4 separate regions of the Mus musculus genome follow, and all the other regions are linked to region 3. A link is a contact called in public Hi-C, Micro-C and promoter capture Hi-C data. All regions are on one chromosome and are shown on one strand. The core of a region is the stretch at or near the end of the contact, and the rest is flanking DNA. Distances in the headings are between cores, read along the strand shown. Region 1 overlaps Ivns1abp (influenza virus NS1A binding protein). Region 2 holds the start of Rnf2 (ring finger protein 2). Region 3 has its middle 19 kb from the start of Gm36297. Region 4 overlaps Trmt1l (tRNA methyltransferase 1 like).

Region 1 (2,721 bases), core at 206-2,705, 330 kb after region 3:
GGTCGACACCAGTCTGCAGTTTGTGAACTTGGTGGTTATTTGTATATAATTGGAGGTGCAGAATCTTGGAATTGTCTGAACACAGTAGAACGATACAATCCTGAAAACAACACCTGGACTTTAATTGCACCCATGAATGTGGCGAGGCGAGGGGCTGGAGTCGCTGTGCTTGATGGTGAGTATCCAGGTTTAGAGAGAGCTAAATAGTACAAATGGGAGGAGCTCTGAAATGCCAAGAAGGGTCACTTACACACTCTTAGGTAGACTGCAGGGACCGGTGGAATGGCCCAGCAGGTAGAATGCCTACCTTTCTGGCAAAACCCCAGTGTTGGATCCCCAGATGTCATGTAAAGGTGGGAGGAGGGAACTGACCCACATAGTTGTCCTCTGACTTCTGTGCTGCAGCATGTGTAAGCCTACACCCATGGCATACACAGAATAATTAGGAATCATTTTTTAAAAATTCAGATTATTTTGTCTCTTGTGACACAAAGGGATTTTCCCCTCTAAGTGTCTGTTAATAACCTAAATATATTCTTTTACCCATCTCTTGGTAAGTGTTCTTAACCAAGTTCCAAATTTCCCTCTGTGAGATGTATCCATTATTCAGTCTTAGATTTTGATTGACCTTATTTTAGGATAGTAACTTTAAGAATTTTATTTCAAAGCATAATCTCAGTCAGTTTTCTTTTGTAGACAGTGTCCTTTCACACAGTCTTTATTGATTGCTTTATTGTCTGTAGTATTAGTTAACATCATTTGGAACAAAGCTGAATCTTAGCAAGACTTTGTGGCTCAATCAGTGAGCATGTAAGTGTGTGGAGAATAGAAACAGCCTCCTGACCCAGACCCCAGACCCTTGTGAGCCCTAGCAGTGTAGTTACAGCTGGATTCATGCAAGTGGGGTAAGTGATAATCAGAAGAGAAAATAATGAATCTGAAAATTAGTGACCCCCCATAGTTTATTGCTGACATTTTTTGTTCTATTGAGTATCTAATTTGAAAAAAAAATCATATGAAAGGTCTAGAAGTTCAGTCATTATCTGTTCCCTATATACCTACTTTTGTGGTGCCACTTTGAACCAAGGCCTCACTTTTACTGGATAAGTGTTCTACCATTGACCTACATAGAGGGGCATAGCCCTAGTCCCTCCTATAACTTCTTTGAATATATAGAACTCTGATAGTTTGTCACTTAACATATTTAGGCAAGTTTCTACCTTCTTTGTGTCTCTTAATTGTTCATCTGTGAAATGATGACAGTAGTAATTACTATGGAATTGTGGGAGATGTATTTAACATGATGCAATTTCTGCCCTTTTATCCCTATAGTTGCCTAAGTTTCTGTAGGAATGGATTCTTGTCCATTTTATTCATCTCTATGGTTTCCAGTATCTGTGCCACAATTACACAGACCTTTCTTTTTTTTAAAGATAAGATTTCATTATGTAGCCCAGGCTGATCTCATACTAATAATCCTTAGTCATGGCTTCCTGAGTGGTGACATTACAAGTGTGTGTTGCTATGCCTTGCCTTAACAGAACGGACAAGCATTTCTAGTTAAAACTCACTCAATTTTGGAGGCCTTTTTTTTTTTTTTTAAATTTGTTTTCTGAGCCTTTTTAGACTGACTGCCTTGTTTCTCTTTTAGGAAAACTGTTTGTAGGTGGTGGCTTTGATGGTTCTCACGCCATCAGTTGTGTGGAGATGTATGATCCAACTAGAAATGAATGGAAGATGATGGGAAATATGACTTCACCAAGGAGCAATGCTGGGATCACAACTGTAGGGAATACCATTTATGCAGTGGGAGGATTCGATGGCAATGAGTTTCTGAATACTGTGGAAGTCTACAACCCTCAGTCAAATGAGTGGAGCCCTTACACAAAGATTTTCCAGTTTTAACAAATTTAAGAACCCCAAACTAACAGGCTTAGTGATGTAATTGTGTTTAGTAGAGGTACACTTGTGAATAAGGAGGGTGGGTGGGGTAGATGTTGCTAACTGCAACACAAAGCTTTTGCATATTGCATATTATTAAACATGCTGTACATACTTTTTGTGTTTGGAACGGAATGCAAAGATGAAGGTCTGTTTCTGTATTCTTAAGACATCTTTGGTTATTTTACTTTTTGAAGGTTGATACTGTAAAAGAATAAACCACAAATTGATTGGGAACATCATTTCAAGAAGTCCCTGCTCCTCCACATTTGTTTTGCCGATTTGCACATTAAATGACTCTTCCCTCAATTCTGTCTTAAGAGGCAAGAGGGGTAGGGTTTACACGTAGGCAGTTGGGTTTTTTAAGGGCCCCTTTTCAATAACTGGAACACTCTATAACAAGATACTTATTTAAATAGATAACAATGACTATTTTTGTTTTTATTAAAAGAAAGTTGACATGCCTACCAATATTTAGTCTTTTATGATTACATTTTTATAACTTTTTATATTCTCAGCAGAGTGCTTTATCTGTTGAAGTAAAATGTGACAGATTCACATTATCAAAGCAGAGTGGCAGAGGAAAGGATGCAGAGTGGCTGTTTCTTTTAAAAAATGCTCAGAACGCAGACTTCACCATTTGCCGCAGCTGTACCTTTTTTTCTTTCCTATCTGAGAGTGCAGTATCGATGTTATTTGGATGGAGTTGCTGAATGGTAACAGTAATTCAAACCCAGGTTTGATGAGTTACTTGACTTACTGAAGCATTTAAACTGTCTT
Region 2 (2,853 bases), core at 309-2,808, 460 kb after region 3:
GCCTTAAACTCAGTATCGAGTATGAGGCCAGCTTGCCTGGACAATACTGAATGGGTCGCTGGCAAAAGTAAATAAATAAAAATAAAATAAATCTCAAAATACTGAATGGGTCGCTTGCAAAAGTAAATAAATAAAAATAAAATAAATCTCAAAACCCGACATTTGCTTTATTAAAATATTCAACAATTACAAATAATTAGATACCAATTCCACTAAGTACTCCAGTTGATTATCTCGAAACTATCAAAAAATAATTGAATGCAAATGACTTATGGTACTTTTAATTAAAATATGGCTTAAATTACTTGACACTATGCCTTCCTTTTTTTTTATTTCAAAAGAAATAACCGCATACCAAATACTTAAAAGCCTAGCTAAGCTTTTTCACACACCGTGTAGAAAGTCTGACATTTCCACAACAAGTCACAAGGCATACAAACTTCCGACAGCTTCTTTAAAAAGACACCCAACGGGGCTTCGGGGACATGAATCGGTAATCTGTTCCGGTGGGCAAAAGCAAAGAAAGGAACCTCAAAGTTTCCAAGACCGACCTTTTTTTTTTTTTTTTTTTTTAAACCAACAACAATATCTCTGCGAGTATGAAGGCGACTTCTGAAGCGAGGAAACGATTCTAACAAGGGCCGGGACTCGGGAGCCGACAGGCAGAGGGAGTGGACCAAGGATTTCGGCAAACACAGCCCGGGGTCAAAACGCGAAGCAGCTCGAACCCACGGAGTCGCCCCCTCCCCCAACACCGCCTCCAGGGTGAGCCCGTGGCTCGCGGAGGCGGCAACAGATACTCCGGGGCAGGCGGCGGCTCTCCAGGAATGTGGGGCCGAGAGGGGATCCCGAGCCCACCCCGGTGCCAGGTCCCAAAGGAGAGCTGTCGGCCCGGAGCGCCCCTCCCCGCCCCCACGGCGCCGACCTCCGGGCCCCGCGAGCAAGCCCAGGGCTAAGTTCTCCCAGCGCTCCGGTGCCGCCCTCGAGGCCCCGGCCGCCGTAAGCCCAGGGCCGCGCGGGTGCGCTTCCCCGAAGGGCTCCGGACGCTTCGCCAGCCCGGTGCTCACGGGCCGCGAACAATGAGCCCTCCCGGGCGGGCCGCGAGCGGCGGAGCGAACGGCCGGGGGCGGCGGCGCCATCGCCTCACGGCCCCTCGCGGCCGCGGACACACACACACACACACACCCCCAGCCCCGCCGCCGCTCGGGCCGCGGCCCGTTCCGGGTGCCCCTGCCCCAGCCCGCCGCCCTCGCAGACGTCGCCATCCCCCTCCCTGCCTAGCTCACCGGCTCCTGCCCCAGCCCGGGGGTGCGCTGGCAGTGGCCGGAGCGAGACTCGAGAATCAACCGCCGGCGCCGCCGCACAATATGGCGAGTCTCGGCTTCCGCAATGGAGCTCGGGAAATACAACAGGGGCCGCTCAATATTCATGAGAGACTGGGGAGGGGGGAGCCGGCTCGGCCGGAGCTGCGGGGAGGGCGGGAAGGAGCGAGCGAGCGAGCGAGCGAGCGAGGAGGCGGAGGCGCGGGACGCGGACGCGCACCGCGCGGGGAGGCCCCTGGCGTAGGGGAAGGGGCGTGCCTAGTGCAGGCCCGGACCGCCGGGCCACGCCCACACCCTGGCCCTGGCTCCGCCCCCGCCCGTGGCTACAGCTCGCCAGACGCCCCCAGCGCCGGCGCAGCCCCCAGCCAACGCCTGCTGACTTGGGCGTCTTCTTTCTGTCTGTTTCCCCCGTCCTGGAGCCTTTCTGGGCCTGTCTGAGCCCACAGGTTGCGCCTTCCCTCCCGCTGCTGAGGTTTCGATTTGGGCTTCCAGCCCCTGACTTCGTCCTCGTCCTCGTAGTCATCCCAGCCCAAGTAAATCCTCAGGGTTTCTGCTGCAGAACTTTCCGGACTTTGGATCTCTAAGGCATACAAAGCCAGCAAGATCTAAGGAAAGTGACCTTCAACTCTGGAAATAGGCGCTTGTTAGTACGTCCCTAATGATCTCCTTGCTACTCTTTATATCGACCTCCTTGACGCTTTCAGTGTTCTGAATTTGAAAATATAAGTAGCCATAGATAGTTGTCATTACCACCACCACTACCCAAAAAAATAGCCTGCAAGTTGTCACTCGGTAATTCCTGCATTTAACTTTTAAGTAACACGTAGGAAAAAAAGTTCCCTAACTTCAAAATGTTTCATTGGTCATGGTCTCTTGAAAGGATAATCAAGAATAGCAGATGATAAATGGGAAGGCACTTAATTTGCACTGCACTGAAATTGGGCGAGGTGGCTTATAGCTTCCAGTAACGTTATTATGGAATTCCTTTTCTGTGGCTTAAAATTTTCTTACTTATTGTATTATTCGGGGTTTTCTATAGAAACAACTAATAGAATGCATATATATTAAATATATTCAGCATATAGAGAGGGGGGATATTAAGTATATGCAATATAGAGAGAGGTGGGGTGGGTATTAGAGTGGCTTACAGGCTGTGGTCTAAGCCAACAGTACTGTCTCCAAACTACAAGGTGAAGAACCTAGTAGTTTTAAGCCCTTGGTGCTGGCTGTGTCAGCGGGTCGTTGGCCTATGTTGGAATCCAAAGAAGTGTTTTTTAATATCAGTAAAGTAATGTCTCAGCATCAGATCTTGCTGGCGAAAGCTTTCTACTCACCCCTTCCTTTTTTGTATGCTACCACAGAAGGTGTGGCAAAGAGTTCAGATGGGACTTCAAGGCTTGAATGATCCAATCAAGAAAACATTCACGAGTGTGCTCAGTTGTTTGGTGTTTTGTTAATCCCAGATGTGACCAACCAGGATTGGTGCTCACACTTACTGTCCACTCTAGCAATTTAAAAAGCCCAAGGTTAA
Region 3 (2,906 bases), core at 199-2,698:
AATAAATGTCAAAAGCACTGCTGTGGCAGAGCCAACTTTCCTAAGGAAGATCTGGTACAAGGGAATATCAGCCTGTTTAAAAGAATCCAGGGTAATGGGATGTGGGGTTCACTGTCCAGTCATGGCCATCTAGTTGGCAGGTAGAGGTGTGGACTCCTCTGTTGGATGAAGTGAATAAGGGCTTGGGTATGGCTAGAATTCCAGGACCAAGAACACTTAGGAAGGAAATCTGTGGAGCAAGCTGGATACCCAGGGTCAGAGCAGAGAGCAAGTGAAACCCGTGGCTCAGACGGAGTGCGAAGAGCCGAGGTAGCGCAGTGAACCAGTCGTTAGACTGTTCTGTGTGACAAGCCCTGTGCCAAGAGCTCACTGTGAAGAGCGGCCTCTCTAATTCCATGTGGGAGAGTATTAAGGCAAGACTGAGTAGCTTTGAAGTGAATATGTGGCAGAGGGTTCCGACTCAGCCACCAAGCTTAGGAAATAGGAAATAAAGAAGATAAAGTTGGCATGTAAGCTACAGTCAGGAGCAAAGAGCCAGTGAACTGAAACGAGTTAGTTGGAATTCAGGATGGCAGCCTAGGAGGGACGGCAGAGAGCAGTGTATACAGGGAAGGGTTTCCATTTGATAGCTAAGCCCAGGGGTGGGACAGGAGACCAATTTGAACCCAATCAGCAAGGAAGATGGAGTCTGGGACATCTATGCAGCACTCAGTGTGTCAGTGTAGCCTTAGGTGAGAAACTGAATTTGACAGCTTGGCTTGTAACATTGATTTCACTATTCTGATCCATAAGGAATATTTTTTTTTTAAGTAACAAGTCCTATAGACTCCTGTCTTGCTTGCAGTTATGTCTCATCTAGCACTTTTTCTTTTTTCTTTTTTTCCAGTACCCTAGCCCCTACCCCGGTCCTTGGCCAGTGTGAACCAGATAAGGGGAAAGGCAAGAAGCGGGACAGTTAAGCTGAGTGAAGACTTTCGAGCAAGTCACAGCAAAGGACTTGACTTGGGAATGGTTGAGGGTCTTAGGCTTTCGGTGGGCTGCCTCAACCGGCTGGTGGAAACTGCTAACTAACTGTCATTTACTCTGCTGGAAGCAATGGGATGGACGGTATCCTAGCGATGGATCCTTGGCAGGCAAATGAAATGCTATTTGGGTCCTCACTGAGGCCTTGTTAAAATGTTATGTAATAGAGGAAGACTCTTTGGGGATGGCAAGGCCACTGGATGCCTCTCAGCACGTATGACCTTCCCACAGCGTGGGTGTGCACACCTGCTCTTTCCACCAAATGCTAGGAGCCTCGTGCTCACGGCCTTCCACTATTACAGAGAAGTTGCCAGTTGACTCTCCTCCCCATGGGGAGAATTGCACGAGGAAGTTCAGTTGGGGTCAAAGAGGCTTGTTTTCCTCTTCCAGGGCTTTATTCTACAAACTGAGTTGTTCTGCCAAAAGGCAGGAAATGCTAATTGTCTTTCCGCACTTCTGTTTCCCTAACGCAAGCCCTATCTTAGGGCCTGTGCTGAAAAAGCCGCACTTAAGCTTCACGTAGGTTATTTGTTTTTTCCTGGAACGGTGGCTGGATCAAGGCCTGAATCTACGAAACCATTTGTGAGAATTTCTAGAAGCCGAAAGTGGTTGTCAAGCGGATGGTGCTGAGTTAAGTTGAGGCCACCCGGTCCCTTTCAGGCCTTCTGTTCTCTACGTACAGTAACTGAAATTGTATTGCAAACAAACAAACAAAAAAGTTCAAGATTGAAACTCTCCGATGAAAAACTGAAGAGCACGCATTCTGTTAGTGAGCCTGGATCACGGTCTGGCCTGGATCTAGTAATAATAGCATCTCAGACGGGAAGGTATATTACAAATAGGGCTTCAGAGGTTGGAGAGTTGGCTCGTCGTTTGAGAGCATTTGCTTCTCTTTCAGAGGACCCCAGTTCCGTTGCCGGCATCCTAGTTGGGTGGTGTACAATCATCCATGACTCCAGATCCAGGGCATCCAACTTCCTCTGGTCACTTGATCCTTCCCAAGGGAGCTAAAACCATCCAGTGGAAGAAAGACAACATTTTCAACAAATGGTGCTGGCACAACTGGTGGTTATCATGTAGAAGAATGCGAATCGATCCATACTTATCTCCTTGTACTAAGGTCAAATCTAAGTGGATCAAGGAACTCCACATAAAAGCAGAGACACTGAAACTTACAGAGGAGAAAGTGGGGGAAAGCCTCAAAGATATGGGCACAGGGGAAAAATTCCTGAACAGAACACCAATGGCTTGAGCTGTAAGATGGAGAATCGACAAATGGGACCTCATAAAATTGCAAAGTTTCTGAAAGGCAAAAGACAGCGTCAATAAGACAAAAAGGCCACCAACAGAATGGGAAAGGATCTTTACCAATCCTAAATCAGATAGGGGGCTAATATCCAGTATATATAAAGAACTCAAGAAGATGGACTCCAGAAAATCAAATAACCCCACAAAAAAATGGGGTACAGAGCTAAACCAAGAATTCTCAACTGAGGAATACCGAGAAGCACCTGAAAAAATGTTCTCTCCTCTTTCCCTTCACACATCTCAACGATTCCCCCCTTTTGCTTTCATTTTTTATTCTTACCTGATATTTCACACAGAAGATAAAGCACACGATATTTATTCTTATAGGAATGGCTTACTTCACTTATCGTGATGTTCCTCAGTTCCACCGATTATTCTGCAAACAGCGTCAACCTTCCTTATGTCTGAGTGAGTCTGTATATATAACACTGTTATATGCCGACTCTGGGGCACATATACAGAACTGGTGAATCCAAGTCTAGATGAAGGCTGTGAACACTGAAGGAAGTCAGAAGGCTTTGGCGACTGCAGCGTCAAAGAATGAACGCTAAATGAGAATTGCTACAGAATTCTGA
Region 4 (2,700 bases), core at 187-2,686, 420 kb after region 3:
TTGTCAGATCTCACTATGGTTGTGAACCACCATGTGGTTGTTGGGAATTGAACTCAGGACCTTCAGAAGAGTAGTCAGTGCTCTTAACCACTGAGCCATCTCTCCAGCCCATCTGAAATCTTTTTAAGAATAGAAAGTAAAACATAAATGTGTTTTAAGACATTGTAAATCTGTAAGGTTTTCCTTATGTCTAAATAGAGAAAGCTGACTGACCTCTATGGGCTGTTCTATAGCTGGAGGCCTTTATGTTGGTCTGAAGACTGTCAATACAACTCAGGCAAAAGAAAATCCACGTGCACCTTCGAATAGTTAGGATTAAGGTATATGTTGGATTTATTGTAGGCCTTCTTGTAATTTGTTCTACATATGGGCATTTTTTCACTTATGTACCACATTGATTTCATGTAACAATATAATCAAATTTTACTTATCTGGGTTCATTTTAATTTGGGAGTCCCAAGTTGCCATTTTGTATTATTGTAAAAAAGAAATAGTTCAACCTTTTTCATATACTGTATTTGCCTTCTAATTACTTATTTTAAGCAGATATCAGGTGTTTGTCCTCCAGAAATTGCATGTGAGGATAATACCTAGAGATAACCAAGCCTTAGCTGGGTACCATGGCACACTCCTGTAGTGCCAGCAATGGAGGGGGCTTGGCAGGAGGAAACGAGCCAGGACGAGAGTAAGACCGTTCTGATACGTAATAGAACAGGCTGAAAGTTCGAGTCAGATTTCCTTTTAGTATTTGAAGTCTCAGCTACTTTGTGTGTTTATGTGTCTGTACATCTGTATATGCACATGTGGAAACATGGCTGCAATAACTTGTTTGGCATCTTTCACTTAAGATGGAAAGACCAAGTAGTTGAGAACGAGGCATGTGTTGTACCTTTATCGTCTGCTGAGCTCTAGAAACCCGTGTATGTTTTAGTTTCCGCCTGTAGTTATTGGTATCCACTCAGCTCTGCTCAGAGGTAAAGTCAGGGTGTGGTTTTGTTTTATAAATACTTATTTTTGTTACAAATGTAGAGGAGAGTACATGCGCACGTAGGTGCAGAAACCCCAGAGGAAGGCACTGGAGCCCTTGGATCCCAGGGAAGAGCAGCCGAGAGCCATCATTTTGGTGCTAAGAACTGAATCCCCGTTCTTTTCAGGAGCAGCGAGTGCTCGAAACTCTGAGCATCTCTTTCCCTTTTTCCCTCTGTTTTACAGTGGTTTTTTCTTGAGAGTTTCATACATGGTGGTTATGTTGTTTTTCACATCCTTTGAAGACTTAGCATGTATCTATGGTCCCTAGGAGTGTAGAATGTAACAGGGAGAAAGGGTATACACAGACATAACCTGCATACAAGAAACAGAGGAATGGCAGGCCTCATCAGGCTGAGTGGTGCCGTGTGGGCTACAGTGTGCACTGAAGTAATCGGCCCAGGTTCATAAACAGGAAGTGGAAACGTTAAAGGCTTAAAGAGAGGAAGTTGTGACCAAAAAGCGGGTGAACAGATAACATGAGTGAAGGCCAGTGAGAATTGTGTAGTCGACAGGATTATAAAAGCATTTTCTGTCTACAGTTGTTAAGAGCATGCTTGTTGTGTGTGTCTTCCAGGCAAGAGAAAAAGTAATGAGATGGCCATTAACCTAGCCAAAAAGCAGAAGACCGACGCCAGCACGGCTCACCCGCCCTTTTACTACAACATCCACAGGCACAGCATCAAAGGGATGAACATGCCGAAGTAAGGCGGCCAGCGGCAAAAACGTACTTACTCTATATTTTAATAACTTAAGTAAAAACTGAGAGCCTAATAGCTTTCTTTCTCTATTGCAGGTTAAAAAAATTTTTGTGCTGTCTTTCGCAAGCAGGCTTTCGAGTAAGCCGAACTCACTTTGACCCAATGGGCATCCGTACCGATGCCCCTCTGATGCAGTTTAAATCCATCTTGCTAAAGTACAGCACCCCCACTTACACTGGAGCACAATCAGAAGGCCAGATGCCGCCAGCAGCTGAGGACACGGTCACCGACAGGGTTGAGATGTCCGTGAGTGACAAAGCGGAAGCGAGTGGCTGCAGGAGATGGTGACTGTGAGGGGGTTCTTCTCAGGGTTCTGTATGATGGCCCAAGTCTCTGTACCGCTGCAATCCTTTTTTATTCTTGCAATTTAGTGATATGAGATTTAAAAAAAAATTTAAAAAGCACTGTTTTCATTCAGAAAATTGGCTGTTTCTGACTTGGCTGGTGTGAGAGCGTTGCTTTTTAAGTTTTTATTATTTTAAAGAAAAAAATTTAATAAAAACATTTGAAGCCAAGTTTCTGACTGGGCTCGCGTGACTTACTGTTCACATGTCTTTCTTGGAAATGGTAAGGGCCATCCTTTCCCTTCTCTGACACCAGGGATTGACCTGGAGGCTCTGGCTCTCAGGCAGCAGGGATGCAGGCGAGTACCACGGTCCAGCTCCGCCGTTACTCTCATACCTCTACTGGTTTGTGGTGGTTTCTCCTGCATATAACATAAAATAAAGCTGGATCCTTTTATATACTAAAATGACCTGTATAAAGTAGTAAGAATGTTGTTCTTCAAGATGATTTGCTTAAAATACGATTCTAAAATATTTTCCTGCTTCTGAGAAATGCAGCACTTGCCCGCTACAGAACTATATTTTTCACAAGTTTGTCTTCTTATTGACTAATCCTCAAGAGTAAGATT

What was found. Promoter capture Hi-C pulls out the DNA fragments that hold promoters and counts their contacts. Hi-C and Micro-C count contacts between places; a contact is called where the count stands out from the background.
Region 1: a Hi-C map of the G1E-ER4 cell line shows a contact between it and region 3, with 2.7 times the contacts expected there. The contact joins two enhancer-like sites. A contact is called at or near these places in 1 of 39 promoter capture datasets (the C10 cell line), 5 of 15 datasets of contacts at CTCF or cohesin (the G1E-ER4 cell line, the NIH/3T3 cell line, embryonic stem cells and 2 more), 116 of 484 Hi-C or Micro-C datasets (the 3T3-L1 cell line, 3T3-L1-derived adipocytes, B cells and 79 more), 14 of 115 datasets of contacts at active chromatin or transcription factors (CD4 single positive thymocytes, the HPC-7 cell line, Th17 cells and 10 more) and 4 of 9 other capture datasets (adipose tissue, embryonic stem cells, liver and 1 more).
Region 2: a contact with region 3 is called in a promoter capture Hi-C map of liver, with 2.0 times the contacts expected there. The contact joins the promoter of Rnf2 here to the enhancer-like site in region 3. A contact is called at or near these places in 4 of 39 promoter capture datasets (HPC-7-derived erythroid cells, liver and pre-B cells), 1 of 484 Hi-C or Micro-C datasets (the HPC-7 cell line) and 1 of 115 datasets of contacts at active chromatin or transcription factors (extraembryonic endoderm stem cells).
Region 4: a Micro-C map of the G1E-ER4 cell line shows a contact between it and region 3, with 3 times the contacts expected there. The contact joins two enhancer-like sites.

The regions. Positions count from the first base shown.
Region 1 is chr1:151,361,461-151,364,181 of GRCm38.p6, forward strand. It overlaps Ivns1abp (influenza virus NS1A binding protein), which reads left to right. Exons shown (of 15, transcript NM_054102.2): 14 at 2-175; 15 at 1,652-2,721. The coding sequence ends at 1,905. Among named protein-coding and RNA genes, the nearest start is that of Ivns1abp, 18 kb to the left of the region's middle. Within about 2 kb of position 1,456, at least 7 of the 459 cell types and tissues checked have an H3K27ac peak or open chromatin away from gene starts, as enhancers often do. A contact at or near this core is called in the G1E-ER4 cell line, where this site is marked.
Region 2 is chr1:151,499,433-151,502,285 of GRCm38.p6, forward strand. Rnf2 (ring finger protein 2) reads right to left here and starts at 1,559. Exons shown (of 7, transcript NM_011277.3): 1 at 1,287-1,559.
Region 3 is chr1:151,035,318-151,038,223 of GRCm38.p6, forward strand. No RefSeq gene overlaps it. Among named protein-coding and RNA genes, the nearest start is that of Gm36297, 19 kb to the right of the region's middle. Within about 2 kb of position 1,449, at least 11 of the 459 cell types and tissues checked have an H3K27ac peak or open chromatin away from gene starts, as enhancers often do. A contact at or near this core is called in the G1E-ER4 cell line and liver, where this site is marked.
Region 4 is chr1:151,455,860-151,458,559 of GRCm38.p6, forward strand. It overlaps Trmt1l (tRNA methyltransferase 1 like), which reads left to right. Exons shown (of 15, transcript NM_026876.4): 14 at 1,604-1,730; 15 at 1,823-2,324. The coding sequence ends at 2,075. Among named protein-coding and RNA genes, the nearest start is that of Mir7682, 15 kb to the left of the region's middle. Within about 2 kb of position 1,437, at least 78 of the 459 cell types and tissues checked have an H3K27ac peak or open chromatin away from gene starts, as enhancers often do. A contact at or near this core is called in the G1E-ER4 cell line, where this site is marked.